Linked DNA regions of Mus musculus: region 2 is linked to region 1. A link is a contact called in public Hi-C data. All regions are on one chromosome and are shown on one strand. The core of a region is the stretch at or near the end of the contact, and the rest is flanking DNA. Distances in the headings are between cores, read along the strand shown.

What was found. A called contact is a pair of places that touch in the nucleus more often than the background predicts.
Region 2: a Hi-C map of B cells shows a contact between it and region 1, with 5 read pairs. The contact joins the promoter of Junb here to the promoter of Jund in region 1.

Annotation. Positions count from the first base shown.
Region 1 is chr8:70,693,840-70,700,902 of GRCm38.p6, reverse strand. It overlaps Jund (jun D proto-oncogene), which reads right to left and starts at 3,164. Exons shown (of 1, transcript NM_010592.5): 1 at 287-3,164. The coding sequence starts at 1,845. The coding sequence ends at 820.
Region 2 is chr8:84,974,785-84,981,847 of GRCm38.p6, reverse strand. It overlaps Junb (jun B proto-oncogene), which reads left to right and starts at 3,100. Exons shown (of 1, transcript NM_008416.3): 1 at 3,100-4,939. The coding sequence starts at 3,419. The coding sequence ends at 4,453. Prdx2 (peroxiredoxin 2) reads right to left here. Exons shown (of 6, transcript NM_011563.6): 6 at 7,037-7,063.

The DNA of each region.
Region 1 (7,063 bases), core at 1,915-4,414:
CATGTAGTCACTCTTCTTCCTAAAGGATATACCAGCTAAATTGATAGGCTAGTCCAGGATTGCGTCCTGGTGCCACCTGGACCTGGGCCGACAGCGTGCACCTAGGTGGCGCTCGCTGCGCAGCAGATGTGCAGGCACGGCCCGCGCCCACGCCGCGTTCCCCCCCCCCAGGGGGGGGGGGAAGAAGGGGAGGAAAGAGGTTAGAGGAGGAGGGAGGGGGATGGGAGAGGGCTAGCCCCGCCCACCCTCAGCCCAGGCGGGGGAAGAAGGAGGCGGACAGCCAAGCTGGCGTAACGAAGACTTTACTGAAAACACAAAACCGGCGAACCAAGGATTACGGAACAGGAATGTGGACTCGTAGCAAAACAAAACCAAACAAAAAGAGAGGGGATGGTGTCGGGAGGAGAGAGAGCGGGGGGGGGGGGAGGGGAGAGGGTTTTTTTTTTCTTCTTCCCGTTTCTTTAAAAAACCAACACAAGGAAACACACACTCAACACGCAACCAACGTTTGTTCCCGAGTAGAAACATAAATAGGGCGGAATCGGACACTCCCGTTCTCTCTTCCAAAAGGCAAAAAAAAAAGGAAAGGCAGAGCGTGAGGCTGCGCGCCCCTTAGAGCCCCTACTCGGAGGTACAAAGGGGCAGCCACGCGCAGGACTGGGGGTAGAGAGGCGGCGCGAGGGCGGGGGTCGTGCGCTCGGGTTCCCCATCCAGAGTTAAGGGGGGTCCGGCTTGTCGAGTCCGGGGGCACCGAGTCTCGAAAGAGTCCGGGGCGCCCCCCCACCGCAGCTAGTCCGCGCATGCGCCCCGCGCTCGGGCTCAGTACGCCGGGACCTGGTGCTGGGGCAGCAGCTGGCAGCCGCTGTTGACGTGGCTGAGGACTTTCTGTTTGAGCTGCGCCACCTGCTCGCGCAGCAGGCTGGCGGTGGACGCCAGCTCGGTGTTCTGGCTTTTGAGGGTCTTGACTTTCTCCTCCAGGCGCGAGATACGCTCCAGCTTGCGCTTGCGGCATTTGGAGGCGGCGATGCGGTTGCGCAGCCTCTTGCGCTCCGCCTTGATGCGTTCTTGCGTGTCCATGTCGATGGGCGACAGCGGAGGGCTGTCGCCGAAGCTCGGCACGTCCGGCACGGTCTGCGGCTCGTCCTTGAGCGCGGCCAGGCGCGGTGGATGCGGAGGTGGCGGCGGCCCCAGCGCGCCCGGGGGCGGCGGGAAGGGCACTGGCTCCGCGGCGAAAGCCACGGTGGCCGCGCCCCCAGGGGGCCCGGCGCCACCCGCGAAACTGCTCAGGTTGGCGTAGACCGGGGTCTCCGTGGCCCCGGGGGTGGCGGCCAGGTCGGCGGGCGCGGGAGGCGCGGGAGCCCCTGAGGTGGCCGCGGTGGCCGCACCCAGCTGGCTTTGCTTGTGCAGGTCCTCCAGCGCCTTGACGAAGCCTTCGGCGAACTCCTGCTCCTCGCTAGCTGCCACCTTCGGGTAGAGGAACTGCGTACTGGTCGGGGTAGTGGTCACCAGCCCGTTGGACTGGATGATCAGCCTCTCCAGCTCCGGCGACGCGAGTTTGAGCAGCCCAAGATCCGGCGAAGCCAGCAGCCCGTCGGGGGCGCCGTCGGGGCGCAGCGCAGAAGGTGCAGTGGCCGACCCTGGTTTCAATCCCGCCGCTCCCTGCTCCGCCAGGCTGAGCGTCAGCGCGTCTTTCTTCAGCATGCTGCTCGTCGGGGGCGCCCCGGGGAAAGCGCGGCCCGGGGGCGCGAAGCCACCACCGCCGGGGGCCCCAGTAGCACCAGCGACGCTCGACGCACCCGCAGCCAGGCCGCTCAGCGCCTCCTCGCCATAGAAGGGCGTTTCCATCCCCACCTTCCCCCGCCGCGCTCGGCCCCGGGGCGGGGGGAGTGGCCGCGGCCTCCCCGGGGGGCCCCGTATGCCCCCCAGTCCGCTGCCCGTACAGACCGGCTCCGATGCCGGCCGCTCTGCCCCGCGCCGCCCGCGCGCACTCTTATAGCCTCGGCCCCCGCGATGAGCTCACCGCCCCCGCTCGCCATTGGCGCGAGGTGACGTCGTTGATTTGCATAAAGGGGCGGGAGCGGGACGCCCTCGCCTGGTGGCGGCCGCTGTTGCCAAGAGCGACGCTCGCTACATGGCACAACAACGCGCTGCATTGTGGGTTGACGTCATGGGGGTGGGGCTGAACGCGGTTTGGCCGGGTCACCACGCCCAGCTTGGATTGCCGGGCAGGCTCTGTCCCTACCCTGCTGTTTCTTGCCTCTCCTCCCTTTCTCTTCCTCCCCTCTTTACTTCCCTCTAGATCTTGCCTCTCTGTTTCTCAAACTGGACCTCATCTGTGCGTCTATCTCTCCCCTGTCTCTGGCACTTCTGTGGCGTGATGTGTGGAGCCTCATAAACCCAGGCCCTCTGTGAAGCCACGCCCCGCGTCACGCCCACCGAAGGCACGCCCCTCGGGGGCCGGGCGCCGGCCAGGGTTCCTCCGGCTGGGAGCTGGCAGGTGTGGGCAGGAAGGGGGAGGCAGAGGAGGGTCCCTTGGAGAGTCCCCACAACTACTTAGCTCCTTGTCAGTTTCACAGGGTGGAGTCGAACGCCCTAAAAGCTGACCTCCTGCCTTTTCCTTGGGGAAACTGAGGATGGGATGTGTGGAGTCCAACTGCAGCCAGGGTAGCCATCAGTTGTAGGTTTTTTTCTTGATCTCGGTGAAAAAAAATTTTTTTAATCTTTGTTTTGGGTCAAGACAGGATCTCATCCTCTAGACTCCGCTATTCATGAACTTAACTTCAGTCCCCCTGTTTCATATTCCCAAGTGTGGCAGTAACAGGCCTGAGTCTCTTAACCTCGGCCTACAGATCTCGGTTTTTATTTTACATGCTGGTGTGTTTGTCTGTGTGGTTGTGTATCTGTGTTTGTCTGTGTAGGTATCTGTGCTTTGTGTGTGTGTGTGTCCAGGAAGGTCAGAGGAGAGTTGGGAGTCTGTTCTCCCCGGTGTGGCACTCTGGCTGTCCGACTTGGGTGCAGTCACGTTTACTTTCTAAGCCTACCCTATGGCCCTGGATTGGGACGTTTTGAAACAGAATCTCACTCTGTACCCCAGAATGACCTCCCGAACCCCCCAAAATCTCACCTCAGGCTTCTGGATGACTAATATATGCCATTGTGCCTTGCTTCGGTTTCAGTTATTAGGACACCCTGTACCCTAGCTGACCAAGACTGAGGGTGATTTCACTGCCTCAACGTGAAAGACGTGCCCATCACCTCATCTTAGCATGAGATTTGAGTCTTGGGTTTGTTGAGTTTTACTTTGTGTTTTGAGCAAGGATCTCTCACCTTCCAGCTGGGGCTGGCTGGGAACTTACAGATGTGGACCTGCTAAGTGCTAGAGTTAAAGGGCACTATGCAAAAGCTGTAACCCAGGTTGACCTGGGGCTCCTGCTGATGGAAGTTCTGGGGTGAGCTTGTGGGGTTTTTTTTGTTTTGTTTTGTTTTTGCCTTTGTTTTGAGACAGAATTTTTCTGTAGCTCAGGCTAGACTTGAGAAGTGATCCTTCTGCCTTCTATGTGCTGTAAGGACAGGCATTTACCACACATTTGTCCTCCCAAGGACAGAACTAGGGTGCCAGGCCTCTGGACAGCCATGGCAGTACACGTTTTTACTCTTGACTCTTCTAGAGCCTGAGGTGGGTCCCAGAGTGGAGCCTGCAAATGAGAATCCGGACTGGTAATTACCCTCTTAATTAGTACAGTATGCCACCAGGCCTGATGCAGGCTTTTCTGCTTGCTGGGAACGGAGGTGGAAGAGGTGGGAGCAACAAGTCCCAGCACACTCAACACAACCCTTAGAAGACCAGAGAGGAGTCTCATCCCTTCTCTGTGACTCCTCTCCAATCTGTACCCCATTGGAGCTCCTTTGCACCTCAGGACCTTCGCCCAGGCCATTGAGGCCTCAGAGGGTTCTCCCCCCTCCCCCCAAACCCCCGCCCGAGCCTTGACCAGTTGTTGCCTCAGAGAGCCACACACCCAGGTTTTATCCCCTTTTGTAGGCAAGTGACCATCCAGAAAGATAGAGTGGACTCTCCCCTCACCACACACGTGGGGTTTGCGCTTCGCGAGCCATATCCCAGCCAGCACCCCCTCCCCCGCCCCCCGCCAAACGACTGAGCCAGCTAGTGCTGGCCCAACGCCAGCCAGCCCCCGGCGCCAGGCCTGCCTCTCCCCGGGGCCGTACGGAGCTTGGCGGAGCGCGCGAGGCTCCGCCCTGACCTTGGGACTTGGCCTTGGCGGGTGGGGGATGGGCGGGCGTGCGCTCTGGAGGCGGTGGTTTGAGCTGACTGGGGACAGGTTTACGTACCAAATTAAGTTTTACCTCTGTTGAGACTCACTTTCCCTATCAGGCAAGGAGAGCATTTTGTAGTGGCATGGAAAATGTAAAGAAATAGTAAGACCTGAACATTTTTGGTTGCTTTTCGAGACAGGGTTTCTCTGTGTAGCCCTGGCTGTCCTGGAGCTCACTCTGTAGACCAGGTTAGTCTCGAACTCAAAGATCCTCCTGCCTCTGACTCCCGAATGCTGGGATTAAAGGCGGGAGCGGCCTGTCCTGACTGACTTTTTTTTTTTAATTGTATTTCTGTAGGAAAAGGGCTTGTTGAGAGGCTGGGGAAGGACCTCAGCTTTCAGAGTCTGTTCTCTCCCATTCTGTGGGTCCTGTGAACTCAAGTCAGCTCTCAACAAGAGCAACAAGAGCCTTTACCCGCAGAGCCATCTCGACACCCCATCAGTCATTCTTCAATTTTATTATTTGGAGAAACTTAACCTGCTGGTCTTGGGGTGCCCTTAGCCTCTGGGAAAAACTCCTACTAAACCTTCAAAACAACTGCAATAAGGAGTGGAGGGATTCAAAAAGTCTCGGGGCGCTGGGTTGGGCTGGAGGCCATGCAGTGCGGCTGGTCAGTGGGTGGCAGAAACAGCGCCCACTCTGGATTCTGTTTTCGCTTCTGTCTTCCCTGGTCAGTGTCTGGGGAAGTGACTTGTACGGGACGCATGGCCCAGCGTGGAGACTGTGCACCCTTCACATTGAACCTGAAATCTCGTGGGTGGGCCTGTGTTCGAATCCCCAGGTTCTCAGGAACCCTTCCACAGTGCGAAGATAAATTTGACTTTTCTAGTTTGCGTTTTCAGTCTTTCCTTGATCAGGCAGAAACCAATGATCAGCTTCATAAACCGGGAAGACAGAAAGGGGGCCCCTGGGAGTGGCTGAGGCAGAGAGGGGACTGTCCCAGGAGTGTGAGGGCAGAGCTTGTGGGCACCGTCCCCAGGTGGCAGGGCCCGTGGGGCGACCGCATTCCTGAGGTCGGGTTACCGAGAAAACCCGGCCTCCCGCCCCTCCCGTGCTGCTTCCGCCGGCGCAGGCCGAGACCGCAGGTGTTTGCGCGGCTTCTCCGCCAGGCCCCATGTCCTGTTTTCTGGGTTGCTGCCAGCTCCCTCCAGCCTCATAAAACCTTTTTAAAATGAGGAAATGAAGCGCACCCTCAGCTTCCTCACCGGTCCAGTGTCTCTGGGATGTTTGTTGATGACTAGTTGACAGTCAAGAGTTACCATAAAGGGCTCTCTCCCGGAGAAAACCTTCCCATATCAATCTACCAACCTCAAGCATGCATTAAAAAGCACCTGCTATGTACCCAACCCTGACTAGGCCGAATGTGGCCTGCCCAAGTGTTTCTTTTATTTTGTTGCTTTGGCCTAACCTAACCTCTCACAAGGCTTTACTGAGCATATACTACGGGGCTTGGGAGGGGGGATTAAATTATCTTTTCTCTAGGCTCTTTCACAAAAGATAGGTTCTTAAACATGACATTTGCCGGGCAGTGGTGGTGCACGCCTTTAATCCCAGCACTTGGGAGGCAGAGGCAGATGGATTTCTGAGTTCGAGACCAGCCTGGCCTACAGAGTGAGTTCCAGGACCGCCAGGGCTACACAGAGAAACCCTGTCTCGAAAAACCAAAAAACAAACAAACAAAATGTCATTTATTCCTCTATTTGGTGTGTGTTTGTACACGAGCCACAGCCCACTCCTGGGGGTCAGAGGACAACTGTGACAGCCTGCTGGTTCTGCCTTCCATCATGTGGACTGAACTCAGCCCTGCTGCCATCTCACCAGCCCGAAGGGAGCAGCAATCTTCCTAAGTATGGGGCACACCTTCATCAGGAGTCTAGAGCAGTCTCAGCTAGATAGTGTGAAGGTAGCCTGGGTTAATGAGCCCCTGTCTCACAAAAGACAAAACATAAAAGAGTGAATAAATGAAGTATTTTATCATAAGCTAATTTTCTGTAGTAAGGTTTTTTTTTTTTTTTTTTTTAAAGATTTATTTATTATATGTAAGTACACTGTAGCTGTCTTCAGACACTCCAGAAGAGGGAGTCAGATCTTGTTACGGATGGTTGTGAGCCACCATGTGGTTGCTGGGATTTGAACTCTGGACCTTCGGAAGAGCAGTCGGGTGCTCTAACCCACTGAGCCATCTCACCAGCCCAAGGTTTTTTTTAAAGACAAGGTTTCTTTGTTGTAGTTCTAGCTGTCCTGGAACTCACTCTGTAGACCAGGCTGGCCTCAAATTCAGAAATCTGCCTGCCTCTGCCTCCAGAGTGCTGGGATTAAAGGCGTGCGCCGCCACTCCCAGCCTGGCTCTCATTTTTAAATGCACACCCCTTTTCTGGTTTTGCTTCAAAGTACCCTATGGGTTACAAGGATGTAAGGCCAGCTTCTTTCTCCATAAATGGGACTAGAGACACCGTGAACTGATACCAGACATAGGCTGCTCCCCTCTGGAGCACCGGGCTGGGCTGAGACCTCACATGAGGTGGCATTCAAGACTGTCAATCCTTGAGCCACACATAGCTAGGTACACTTGTCCCCTCCTACCAGATGTATGGGACCCAGTACACAGTATGTACTAAATTACCGAATCCCAGTCTCCAGAGTGATGTTGGATTCCCTGTAAGGAAGGGGTTGCTTCAGTCCAACATAGCCCCAGTGGGAGTGTGGACCTACTTCCGGGTTACAGGGTCTG
Region 2 (7,063 bases), core at 1,851-4,350, about 14 Mb before region 1:
AAAAGCCTACTCACTAGAGCGTTGTATGTGGCTGGCACTACACAAATGCCCATCAACACTACAACACAGCAGTGTTCTGAGATAGCCAGCAGACTATGGACCAGTTCTAGTACTTTGAGCTCTGAGACATTATTAAAGGCCATTTCCTGTGCCTCAACTTCTCATTTGTTAAATGAAAATTCACACATCACGCAACTGCCTAGATCATTGGAAGTGGCCAATGACGGACTTTATGTAAGCCACTTTAGAACAGTGTCTGGTCCATGGTAAGAACCATGTAAGTGTTAGCTATTAAAATAATAATTACTATTTCTCAGACAGTCTGTCTGCCTGTCTTAAGTGTCTCCCAGTCTCCGTGTCTGCAGGAGACTAACCTGGCCCCATCTGTCTCTCTGGGTGTCTCCTCTTGTCCTGCCTTTCTGTCCCCAGCCTCCCACTCTTCTCTTCGACCCTCTTTGGGCAGACCTGGCCTTTCTCCAGGACTTGGCTTTGGCCTAGCCGGCCTCAGCTGTGGCATGGGTGAGTCAGTGTGGTCTCCTGGCCAGTGGGACAGGCAGGTTGGCTTCCCAACACGTTGCCCTCCGTCCTGCCCTGGCCCCAATGCTGCGGCCAGTACCCCCTCAGGCAAGGCCACATGTCAGCTGCAGTTATTAGCATGGGCAGGAGACACAGGCCTGGCAGCCTGCCCGCAGACTCAGCGGCTTCTGGAATCTCCCTTGAGACTGTAGTGGGGGAGGGGAGCTTTTCAAACAAGGGCAAGATGGGAAGGAGGACTTAAGGGTCACAAGGATCCTTCAAAGACTGGGATGTCCCCAGCTTCTTCTTCTCCAATGCCCCTACTCTACTGGACTTCCCCTGTATCCTTCAGAGCTGTTTTTGCCTCTTGTTTTCCTTCTGTGGAACACTAGGTAAGCTCTGATCCTGCTACTTAGTCCTAGTCCTTAAGCTTCTCTCTGAAGAGCCCTCCTTTATCTTACCAGAGACCTGAGAAAGAGGAAGAGATGGGACTCTCACCCTCTCTCAGGTTGCTCCCACACTACTTGAAGTCCCACCTACCTAACTGCAAGGCCGGCTATGTAAACCTCTACCTTCCCATTCCTGGAGAAGGGGCTTTGTGTTCTCGCATTTTTCTCGATTTGCGATTTTTGCCCTTTTACTTGGGTGGGAAGAAGGGGGCTACTTCCTTTAGGTATTCTATGTATTGGAAGGTAGCTCACCCCCGACTGAAGTGGACGTAGATGAGAAGAGTATTCAGACTTCAAAGATAAGTGGTAGGGAATGGGGACCCTAGACCTTCTGGTAGAAGGGAAGGGCACATACCCAGGGGAGGAGGCAGCTCTGTACCAGCCTGCCCAGGCGCCAGGGATGCCCGAAAGCATTACCCCGCCCCCTCCGCGCCCCGACGGGCCAGGGGCAAAGTCCGACCCAGGCCCTCGGGCAGGCGGGGACCTGCCAGGCTGGGTCCAACCTGGCCGGGCGGGACAGGACTCAGCCCCAGAGCTGTTCCGAGAGGCTGGGTCAGGCCGCCGGGGGGCGGGGGAGCCCGGGGGTGGCGGTGGAGGCTGGTCCGGACTAGCCGTCCGGGGGCCCGGGCGCGCCCTGGGACCTGGCAGCTACCTCGAGTTCCTGGCTCTTAGTTTGCCGCCCCAAGACTGCACTGGTCCCACCTCTTCCTGTGCCCTAATATGGGTGCTGGGGAGAGAAATTCAGGGGGGGGTGCCCCGCCCCCAATCTAATTCACGGACTCCAGCCTGTTGCCTTGGTGACGAGGCCCCGCTCCCAGGCTGCATCCCCCTCCAGCCGGCCAATGGAACAGTCCTCGGCTGCCAGGCTTATTAGTCGCCGATGGTTGCAGGCTGAACCATTTCTAGATGGGGGAGATCAGACTATGACTAGAAGCGTCTGTAGCTGGGTTGTGACTTCCCCAAGGGTCGCTTGCCGAGGTTCCTCTTCCCAGGCGCAGAATTTGGCAGGCCCAGGGTAGGGTGCACCATCCCCTAGGCTCACAATGACGAGACAGGGCCGGGCTCTTTCCCCCTCGGGGCTGTTGCCACACTTCCTGCCTCGGCTCTCTTTCCCTAGCCTGTTTCTAAGGAAGGGAGTGGGGTTGGGCGACCGCACCCCAGCTATCCCGCCCCATCGGCCCTCCAAAAGCTGACAGGATATCGGGCGAGCCCCGGGTGACTAAGGGAGGGCTTTGGGCTGAGGTACTGGGCATGTCAGTGCCCTAGGGACCACCTACGAGGTACAGCCTCATTCGTACAAGTCCTGGTCTCTGGGATCCTCCGAGTCATCTTCTCAGGAAGATCTCAGATACCCTCCTGTCATTGCCTTCATAGCTCGGAAGGAAGCTATGTCGTGACCATTTTAATTCTCTGCCAGAGTTCTGCAAATATCCACAATGACCCCAACCTTTGCTAGATATGTTCCCATCTTTCTACTCCGATTACCTCAGCGTCCCCAGGACCTTTGTTCTGAATATCTAAATTGACCTCCCCAAAATTCCTTCCCTTTTCCACTTATGGGGAAACCCTCAGACTCATCTATGGACTCTAGAGCCCCTACTCATTTCTTGTACAATAGGTACCTGAGCCCTGTTGTGTCTTGGCCCTTTCCTCCCAACTGACAATTCCAGTTCTTTAAGCACTTTGTACCCGGGACCTCTGGTTAATTCCTAGGCCAAATGTTAACAATTGCCCCTGTTTTGTATCTTCTCTGTTTTCTGGGGTCTTCTACTGTATTGTCAGTTCACAAGCCACAGCTACCCTGGGTCCCACGAGACTTTTCCGGGGATATCCTAAGGTATCCAATCTCCACTTGCAGTGTATCTCATAAGCACCTGGCTGTACTCCCGCAGTTCTAGCCCCTATGTGCCTCGGCCCCTCAACATCCCTTTGCTTGTGTGTCTCTGTCTCCACAGCCCCTCCCCCTGCAGCCGCGCAGAGCCACCCGGCTCGTGGCCGCTGTTTACAAGGACACGCGCTTCCTGACAGTGACGCGAGCCGCCTCCTCCCCTTCCCCACGCTCTAGGAGGGGGCCGCGGGGGCCTGGCTCCCGCGTCGGCCAATCGGAGTGCACTTCCGCAGCTGACAAATTCAGTATAAAAGCTTGGGGCTGGGGCCGAGCACTGGGGACTTTGAGGGTGGCCAGGCCAGCGTAGGATCCTGCTGGGAGCGGGGAACTGAGGGAAGCGACGCCGAGAAAGCAGGCGCACCACGGAGGGAGAGAAAATCTCCGGAAGCCCAGCAGCGCCTTTACGCACAGCTGCCAACTGGCCGCTGCTGACCGTCTCCAGCTCCCGAGGACGCGCGACCGGACACCGGGTCCTGCCACAGCCGAGGACAGCTCGCCGCTCGCCGCAGCGAGGCCCGGGGCGGCCCTTCAGGGGGACCTTTCCCAGATCGCCCAGGCCGCCCGGATGTGCACGAAAATGGAACAGCCTTTCTATCACGACGACTCTTACGCAGCGGCGGGATACGGTCGGAGCCCTGGCAGCCTGTCTCTACACGACTACAAACTCCTGAAACCCACCTTGGCGCTCAACCTGGCGGATCCCTATCGGGGTCTCAAGGGTCCTGGGGCGCGGGGTCCAGGCCCGGAGGGCAGTGGGGCAGGCAGCTACTTTTCGGGTCAGGGATCAGACACAGGCGCATCTCTGAAGCTAGCCTCCACGGAACTGGAGCGCTTGATCGTCCCCAACAGCAACGGCGTGATCACGACGACGCCCACGCCTCCGGGACAGTACTTTTACCCCCGTGGGGGTGGCAGCGGTGGAGGTACAGGGGGCGGCGTCACCGAGGAGCAGGAGGGCTTTGCGGACGGTTTTGTCAAAGCCCTGGACGACCTGCACAAGATGAACCACGTGACGCCCCCCAACGTGTCCCTGGGCGCCAGCGGGGGTCCCCAGGCCGGCCCAGGGGGCGTCTATGCTGGTCCGGAGCCGCCTCCCGTCTACACCAACCTCAGCAGTTACTCCCCAGCCTCTGCACCCTCTGGAGGCTCCGGGACCGCCGTCGGGACTGGGAGCTCATACCCGACGGCCACCATCAGCTACCTCCCACATGCACCACCCTTTGCGGGCGGCCACCCGGCACAGCTGGGCTTGAGTCGCGGCGCTTCCGCCTTTAAAGAGGAACCGCAGACCGTACCGGAGGCACGCAGCCGCGACGCCACGCCGCCTGTGTCCCCCATCAACATGGAAGACCAGGAGCGCATCAAAGTGGAGCGAAAGCGGCTGCGGAACAGGCTGGCGGCCACCAAGTGCCGGAAGCGGAAGCTGGAGCGCATCGCGCGCCTGGAGGACAAGGTGAAGACACTCAAGGCTGAGAACGCGGGGCTGTCGAGTGCTGCCGGTCTCCTACGGGAGCAAGTGGCGCAGCTCAAGCAGAAGGTCATGACCCATGTCAGCAACGGCTGCCAGTTGCTGCTAGGGGTCAAGGGACACGCCTTCTGAGAGCCTCCCTTGCCCCATACGGACACCCCCAGCCTTGAAGGCTGGGCGCCTGCCCCCCACTGGGGTGAGGGGGGCAGGCGATGGGCACCCGCCAAAAGGCCTGGGGCGCAGCTCACACACTGGACTCCGGCCCGCCCGCCTGCGCCCAGTCCTTCCACCTCGAGGTTTACATGGCCCCCTTCCAGCGTATTTTGTATGTTTTTTTTTTCTGCAAAGAGACTGAATTCATATTGAATATAATATATTTGTGTATTTAACAGGGAGGGGAGAAGGGGGCTGTCGCGGCGGAGCTGGCCCCGCCGCTTGGTACTCAGCCTGCGGGGATACTAGGGAGGGACCTCCGCCCCCTGCCCTCCCCCTCTGCATAGTACTGTGGAGAAGAAACACGCACTTCGTGTCTAAAGTCTATTTTAAGATGTGTTTGTGTGTGTGTGTTTGACTTTTTATTGAATCTATTTAAGTAAAAAAAAAATTGTCTTTATTAATTTCTGTGGTCTCTTTTTTCTTCCAAGCTGGGCGGATGGAGGGAGAAGATTGGGCTACCCCAAGCACGGTGCTGTTTGTAGCTCGCTCCTTTCAGGTATCATAAGGTTCAGTACAAACGCCCAGACCTCCTATCCCCTGAGTCCTGGCACCAGACGCTGCGCAGGCGGGCAGTGGCGGGGAACAAGCTACCCAGGACAAAACGCGGAATGTGCAAGCATGACCCCGCCCAGCAGAGTGCGCCGGGGCTTTCCCCGCTGACGTTACGGAAGCTCTGCCCATATATGGGCCTATTCAGCTCAGTGACGCCAGCGCGGTCTCCGGGCAGATTCCGGGAATCCCCTCCCCCCCGCTCTGCCGGGCAGGGCCGCGGCGCCGGGAAGGGGGCCGGGATTTTCCCGAGCAGGCGGCTTTCTGGGCGCGGAAAGCCCCAGGCCCGGGTCCAGGGCGCCCGCGGCGGGAGGGCCGTGCTCTCATGAGCCCTGGGAGCCATCCGAGCGGCTTTCAACAGACCGGCGCCGGAGCCCCACCGCGCCCACGCCCCCTCCATTAGACCGACCCTGGCGGAGAGTAACTGCAGCCTTCCTGTAGTTGCAGACGCCGTCAGGGCAACTCCTGCCAGGAAGGGCGGCGCCCGCCCGCCAGTGTCCCCCTCCCGTGTGCCAGGCCAGAAGCCGGCGACTGCCAGGTCTGGTCCTGTCCCGGCAGTTGTTTGGGCAGCTGGGCGTCGCCACAACCCGGCTCCAGCAGCTGAGGTGGGAGGTTCAAAGCTGCTACTTGCTGTTGGGATCTGGGTGCCCTTGAAGCTGGAAGATCCAAGCGCAAAGGAAACCGTACCACTCAGGTGGAGCCGAGGAATAATTCAGTAGTGAAGGGAACGGGCCTCAAGCCTGTCTAGGCTACATAGTAAGGCCCTTTCTCAAAACAAAACAAACATAACCTGACCTCAAACAAACAAAACCCTCAGACACCGTGCAGACAGAAAAAAGGAAAGTAGATGGGGGTGAGTGAGACGAGATAGCTCGGCAGGTAGAGATGCTTAGATGCTTGCCACTGTTACCTAAGTTTGATTCCTGGATCCAGGAGGAAAAACCATTTACCTTCACATGCCTGAGAGCGCACGCGCACACACACACACACACACACACACACAACCTCTTAGAAAAAAAAGAAAGAGCTGGAGAAATAGCTTAACAGTTAAGGGTATGTCTTCCAGACCGTACAAGAATGCTGCTTCGCCTGAACCCACCTGAGAAAGCTCACAACCCCCCTTCAGTTTCAGGGGATGCAATGCCCTCTTCTGGCTTCCTTAGGCACTGCACCCTCCCACCCACAAAACACCACACTTTTTTTGTTGTTATAACGAAAGCAAACATGGTTTGAATATGGTGATGAGAGCCAGGAAGAGGAATATATGTTCAAAAAGTGCCTTCTGGGATAAGGGAGGCGAGCTCATCTACAGACTGAACTGTCAGCTTTCCAACAGATTTGCCAGTGTAGGTTCGGGACAGAGGAAAGGAGTGCTCCCTTCGATATAGTTCTTGTAGCCAAAGAAGCAAGATCATCTGAAGAATCCTAAGAGTGTGCCTGAAATGGAATGAGCCACAGTAAGGTGGATGACCTCAAGGGAGGCCCAACCAGAGGCTCTGAGAATACATTAAGTTCCAAGAGATAGCTCAGTGGGGGGCTCTGTGGTAGAGGGCTTCCAAATCATTCACGAGACTATGGATTCTATCCACCCCTAGCATGAGGATAAAAAGAGGGGAAAGAATTCCAAGGGGAATGAACAACACTCAGAAGGTATCAACAACAGCAGGACCCCAGAATAAGCAGAGGCTGAAGGAGTCACAGTGTGGGGACTCTTGTGTCAAAACATAAAGTAAAACTAATGACCAGATCACCCTTGTTTTGTAAAATGAAAGTGAAACTCAGAAAGAAAAGCTACCCAAGTGCATACAGCTCAGTGAAACATCCACCTCCTAGCCTAACCAGCACCCGTTCTCAGCCACTCTCACTACCGGTCTCACTCTCCTGCCCAGAGTACCAGACAAAAAATTGGGTCAGAGCCTAGAGGTTCGCAAACTTGAACTCACAGGGCAATTTGACTTTAGTTTTTATTCCCATCCA